Regions from separate parts of the Mus musculus genome. Here region 2 is linked to region 1. Evidence: chromatin contacts called from public Hi-C data. All regions are on one chromosome and are shown on one strand. The core of a region is the stretch at or near the end of the contact, and the rest is flanking DNA. Distances in the headings are between cores, read along the strand shown.

Region 1 (2,964 bases), core at 180-2,679:
CTGTTCTCTACACCACCTTCCTTTAGCTAAACAGGGGTGGCTGAAGTCACAGGCAAGGTGGATCTTCCTAGGAGCCTTCAACTCAGAACAGCCCAACTCACAGATTCACGGTGCCTTCTCTCCACATACATTCATCAAGAGCTTCAACTTAGTGTTACAATAGCAAGGGAACAGGGGTGGGGGAGGAGGGTTGGGAGGATGCAGTCTGTAGGAGCCAGAGCTGAGAAAGAAAGAACAATTCACCTGCAGATCGTTTGGGTTCCTATGCCTCTCCTCCCATGCAGGGTGAAGACCCCAACCCTCCAGCTGTCTCCAGCCCCGCTTCCTTCATTTTCGAAACTCAGGGGAGTTGAGCACAGCACCTCAAGCCTAAGACCCCAACACTTGGGAAGTCCAGAGGGAGGAGGGCTCTGAGTTTCAGGCTGGCCTCTCAAACCCACCCTACAACCACCACAAAACCTGGAGGAAAAGGGGAGGAGACACGGCTGGGGAAACTGTGTGAACATAGTTAATCTAAGGGGAGCAGAGAAAACAGGGGAGGGAGAATCTGACAAGAATGGCCCTCCCCTTACCATCTCCCCACGGGGAATTTCAACCCTTTCCTTCAGAAGGTGCCTGCCACAGTGACCCCTTACACAGCCAGCCACAGTGACCCTGGTACAAATGTGGCATTTGAATGTGCTATTTACCCCACCTGCAAGGCATGCTTCTTTAATCCTGCTTTAATCCAGCCTCCTACTATCCCCCACCCCCAACAGCTAACCAGTCAGGAGGTGCTGCTCCCACTGGGACCTAAACCTACAGTCAGGGAAGCTGAGGAAGGCCCTGCTTTTGGAGAGCACAGGACATCTGCGTGAGAATCAACCAAACCCTTGCCCAAACACAGAGCCTGCGTTCTTTGTGTATTCGCTTGGTTTGTTGTATTTATATGTAAGGGTGTTTTACCTACACATATATGCACACCATGTGCATTCTTGGTGCCTAAAACAGCCAAAACATGTCAGATCCCTTTGGAGTTACAGGCAGTTGTAAGCCAGCATGTGGGTGCTAGGAATTGAACACAGTCCTCTGGAAGAGCAGAAAGTACTCTTGACCACTGAACACTCTTCCATTCCAGATCCTAAGTTCTTTTTAGAAATTCCCACGCACTAAGGAATAAACCAGCCTTCAAATGGCACCAGAACACTCACAGAGAGCTGGCCCCCACACTGCAGCCAGAACACTCACAGAGAGCTGAACACTCACAGAGAGCTGGCCCCCAGACTGCAGCCCAACAACGCTGCTGGTGGCTCTGGTACATCTTTTCCTAAATCAAGGCACAGAACCTTCTGCCTGTCTAAAGAACGGGTCGCAAAGCTGCACTTGCGGTGAGAACTGGCTGCCAGACATGCTGCGATCAGGGTGTGCAACAGGGCGTGGTTTCCTGAACAGTCACTCCTCTTTCCAGAGGCGCCCAGGGATAGCCTGCTTAGCCTCTGCAGAGAAGGGAGGAGGGACTGTGGTCCTTAGTCTATGCAAGTGACTCTCCATAAGAGGACAGAGACGGACTTGGGCTCTTCCAGTCATCAGCTGAACAACAACATAGGCTGGGCAAAGAAATTCTCCTGGGGGGGGGGGGGGGGCTGGAGAGATGGCTCAGTGGTTAAGAGCACTGACTGCTCTTCAGAGGTCCTGAGTTCAAATCCCAGCACATAGTGGCTTACAACCATTCTTAATGAGATCTGATACCCTCTTCTGGTGTGTCTGAAGACAGCTACAGTTTACTTACATAAATAAATAAATAAATAAATAAATAAATAAATCTTAAAAAAAAAAGAAAAAGAAAAAAGAAACTCTCATAGGCATCCCACCCTGACCCAGACAACACACTTCCGCTCAAAAGTCATAGCCTGCTCCTTATCTAATCTGACTCCCAGGAAGACAGAAGCAAGCCATTGGCAGGCCCCTCCCAGTTTTGGCTGTTCTGCAAACTGTGTCATGTTCTTGGCTTGGAAAGCAAGCAACCAGAAAGCTGTAAGGCTTGGCATAAACATGGCTTCCTCTACAGGATCCTCTCTCATCTCCACCTGCCCAGACCCACGTAAGCGGTCCTTCCTCTGAAGCCACACAACACCTTCAGGTAAGCGTGAGAGGAAGTGAGATGCTCTCTCTCTTCCCAGGGCTAGTGTCATGTTCCTATGGAAATACAGGTGGAAATGAAGAGCAATGGGCTTCTGCCAGAACCAAGGGCAGAGGTAAAACTTATAGAGACTCTAAACTGAGCAAAATACTCTAGCAGGTATCAGGAAAGCAGCAAGCACACACGTCAAGGGTCAGCTCACACTCCTAGCCAGGAACCCTTCCCACTCGGCATCCACAGCACCCAGCCCAGTCTCACACTATGGATGCACATGTGTCAGCAACAGATCCCTGTCCCTACCTGGAAAAGCTGGTTCCTGTAGGGCCACTCGACTGCTATGACCAGCATCTGGCCTCTATGCTGCCCAGCATCTCTCAGCTCAGGAGTATAACCAGGCCACCCCACCCCCACCCAACCCCCACACACCGGTCATGTGACAGCATCACAGACAGGAGCTGAGTTAATTTCCAATTCCCAGAAGGTAGCAACAGAACACGACGGCCATGGACACCCCGCCTCTTGTGCCATGGCTCTCTATGCAATACCCAGCAGCTTCCTTGTTCTGCACCAAGAATCTTCTGCTGCAACATGAAGGAGTGGCTTTCTGCGGCATTAACACAGCAAGCCCCTAGTGTGGCAGCATCACTTAAACCAGCGGTTCTCAACCTGTGGGCACGACCCCCAAAGACCACCAGAAACAGATATTTACATTGTGATTCATAACAGTAGCAAACGTACAGATGGTTATGGAGTGGTAACCAAATTAATTTTATGGTTGTCAGTCACAACAAGAGGGACTACTTTAAAGGGTTGCAGCATTAGGGATGTTGAGAACCACTGACTTA
Region 2 (2,997 bases), core at 453-2,952, 130 kb before region 1:
ACAGAGAGCCATGACTGAGGCGGGAATCTCTGGCTCACATGACAACCCTGTCAGCGCTCCCTGAGATGTTCTTGACCTCTAGAGAGAAGGTCAGACTGTCCTGGGCCCGATGGCCACCTACGCCATTCCTCAGACACTGGGCCTTATAGACCCCAGCCCCAGGAACAGGACCCAAAACCTGTTTTTACACATGAGAAGCCAAAGCTTGGTGCTATGAAGATGTTTGTCAAGGGGTAGTGAGGTTCAGATTTGAACTTGCGATGCCAGGAGCTCACATCAAGAGAAATGGCACCCACTCTTCCCTAACTTCCAGGTGAAGATGGGAAAGGAGTGGGGTGTGGTGAGAGAGGGAGCGGGGGTTCTCTTGGAGGGGCAAACAAGCAGAGCAGCCCAAGATCCAAAGAGCCAGAAACCCGCTGGCCCAGGCAACAGGCCAGGCCAGTCCATACCCCTCCTCCTCCTCCTCCTCCTCCTCCTCCTCCTGCAGAAACTCCTGTTCCACAAAGCATGGGGCCTCCTGATATTGACAGCCTTGCTGGATAGGGGCCAGGCCAGGTCACCCTCTGAGTCTGTAGCTGTGCTCTCGAGGAAGTGACTAACTTATTTCTGAAGCATCACATCTTTACTTAATGCCCAGGTTAGCTTCAAACTCAGTCCTCATGGGGTAGCTTCTAAACGTAGCGATCACAGGCTTACACAGGATCTGGCTGTAAATGTGCCCCACCACCCTGAGTTCAAAGAGTGTCCCACACAAGGGCTCAGAGACATGCAGTACTTGGATGAACCAGAGAGCAGAGGTCCCAGGAGGAAGCTGGGGACTTTCCCCACCCCTGGATCAGCTGGGACTGCCACCAGAAGCCCCCTGGCTTCCTGACCTGTATTATGTCTAGGGACAGAAGCTGCTCAGAAAGCAGTCAATGGCCTCCCAGACATCCTCGTGAGGGGTTACTGTTTTCCCAACAAAGCAGTGGTTCTCAACCTATGGGCTGTAGGGTAGCGTATCAGCTAGTCTACCTATCAGATTTTACATCACAATTCATTTTTTAAAAGCTTTATTTATTTATTTTATGTATATGAGTACACTGTAGCTGTACAGATGGATGTGAGCCTTCATGTGGTTGCTAGGAATTGAATTTTAGGACCTTCTGCTTACTCAGGTCAACTCTACTCACTCAATCCCTGCTCGCTCCAGCCCAAAGATTTATTTATTATATCTAAGTATACTGTAGCTGTCTTCAAACGCGCCAGAAGAGGGCATCAGATCTCATTACAGATGGTTGTGAGCCACCATGTGGTTGCTGGGATTTGAACTCAGGACCTTCAGAAGAGCAGTCAGTGCTCCTATCTGCTGAGCCATCTCGCCAGCCCTACATCATGATTCATAACAGTAGCAAAGTTACAGTTACAAAGTAGCAATGAAATAATTTTATGGTGTGTGTGGGGGGGTGGGGTTCACCACAACACGAAGAGCCATATTAAAGGGTCTCAGCATTAGGAAGGTTGAGAACCCACAGAGACAGAGAGGGGCTTAGAAGATATAAAGCAAACGGCTTACCAAAATGTTCTAGAAACACTATCTCGAAAAACAAAACAAAACAAAACAAAAATGCTCTACTTCTCTATGCAGTCGGCAGGACTGTAATGAGGGGCTACAAACCGTTTGGCCCTACATATGGTAAAGGGAGCAATTGCTCCCTTCCTCCATGGCCCCTTGACAGGCCTTTACTTCACGGCTTATAGATTGTGATGCCCAATGAAAAGCCAGCCCTTAAATATCACTAAATGAGAAAATTAAGGTGAGGCGGGGGAGGGTGTGCGGTGAGTTAGGCGGACAAGCATTGGCATAGCATAGTCTGAGGTACGCACCGTGGGATGGGGTGTGAGGGTCAGACTCCGGAGCAGGGCAGTGGGGTGTGAGGTCTCGGGTTAATGGGAAATGCACCCTGGCCGTTGAGTGATCGTTATCTCCGGTAATGATGCCTGCTTCTACCGCAAGGCGGCTAAGAGTGTGGGCGTGCTGCCGCCTGGGCACCAACCCCAACTCAGTCTGTGTTCCTCTGGATCCTTTCTCCCCAAGTTGCCTGTACAGCAGTTAGAAGTTGATAGCAATAAAGAGCATGACCCAAGTGCCCTATGCTCCAGCCTGGCTTTCTAGTGTCGCAGGCTAAGTCGCAGGGAAAGTGAGGTTAGCTTCCCCTGTTCCTGAAGAGCTCTCAGGTAAAGATAGGAAGGCAAGAGTGGTGGTGGTACACACTTGTAATCCCAGCACTCAAAAGGTAGAAACAGGAGGATCGCAAGTTCAAGGTTAACCTTGGTCACATAGAGAGTTCCGAGGATGACCAGGGATACAGGATACCCTGTTCCCCAAAAGTAAAACAAAAGCAGAAATGGAAAGATGGATCCGAGGTTAAGAGACCTTGCTGCTCTTGCAGGGGGGACCTGAACTCTGACCCAGCACCCATTCGGTAGCTTACAGCTGCCTGTAACTCCAATTCCAAAGGATCTGTTGCCCTCTTCTGGCCACTACGGGTACTGCATACGCATATACGTATGGTATGCAGACATGAGTGAGGCCATATGCATAAAATAGCTTTCTCACAAGAAGGAAAAAGTGGATGAGAGATTTCAGGTTCCTCTGGGAAGAGAATGAACCTGGGGCCTCCTCAGTGCCACGCTTCCTGCCTCCGCCCACTCTATAATCTTATTGCTTTGTGCAATAAACAAAGCTCTACTTTTATTTTTAAGTCACACCCACCTAGAATCTCAGCGTGTAATCACCTCAGAAAACTTTTATTACATTTTTAGTTATTTAGCAGGGGTATGTGTGTGTATGCGTGTGAGCACAACAGTTCACATGTGGAGGTCTGGGCGGAAAGTTCAGAAGTCGGCTCTCTCCTTCCACCGTGTGGGTTCCAGAGACCCAGCTCATGTTATTTGGCTTGGTGGCAAGTGCTTTGACCTACTGAGCCATCCAGATGTCCCAATACATTGTTTTAA

Evidence for each region. A called contact is a pair of places that touch in the nucleus more often than the background predicts.
Region 2: a contact with region 1 is called in a Hi-C map of the G1E-ER4 cell line, with 2.0 times the contacts expected there. The contact joins two enhancer-like sites. A contact is called at or near these places in 15 of 484 Hi-C or Micro-C datasets (ECoMG-derived neutrophils, the G1E-ER4 cell line, the N1E-115 cell line and 8 more), 3 of 115 datasets of contacts at active chromatin or transcription factors (astrocytes, bone marrow-derived dendritic cells and embryonic stem cells) and 3 of 9 other capture datasets (adipose tissue, liver and pancreatic islet).

What each region holds. Positions count from the first base shown.
Region 1 is chr17:29,636,561-29,639,524 of GRCm38.p6, reverse strand. All of the region lies in intron 7 of Rnf8 (ring finger protein 8), which reads right to left. The region is part of intron 7 of Gm28043 (predicted gene, 28043); the gene reads right to left. Among named protein-coding and RNA genes, the nearest start is that of Gm20161, 20 kb to the left of the region's middle. Within about 2 kb of position 1,429, at least 30 of the 459 cell types and tissues checked have an H3K27ac peak or open chromatin away from gene starts, as enhancers often do. A contact at or near this core is called in the G1E-ER4 cell line, where this site is marked.
Region 2 is chr17:29,762,261-29,765,257 of GRCm38.p6, reverse strand. No RefSeq gene overlaps it. Among named protein-coding and RNA genes, the nearest start is that of Ccdc167, 47 kb to the right of the region's middle. Within about 2 kb of position 1,702, at least 3 of the 459 cell types and tissues checked have an H3K27ac peak or open chromatin away from gene starts, as enhancers often do. A contact at or near this core is called in the G1E-ER4 cell line, where this site is marked.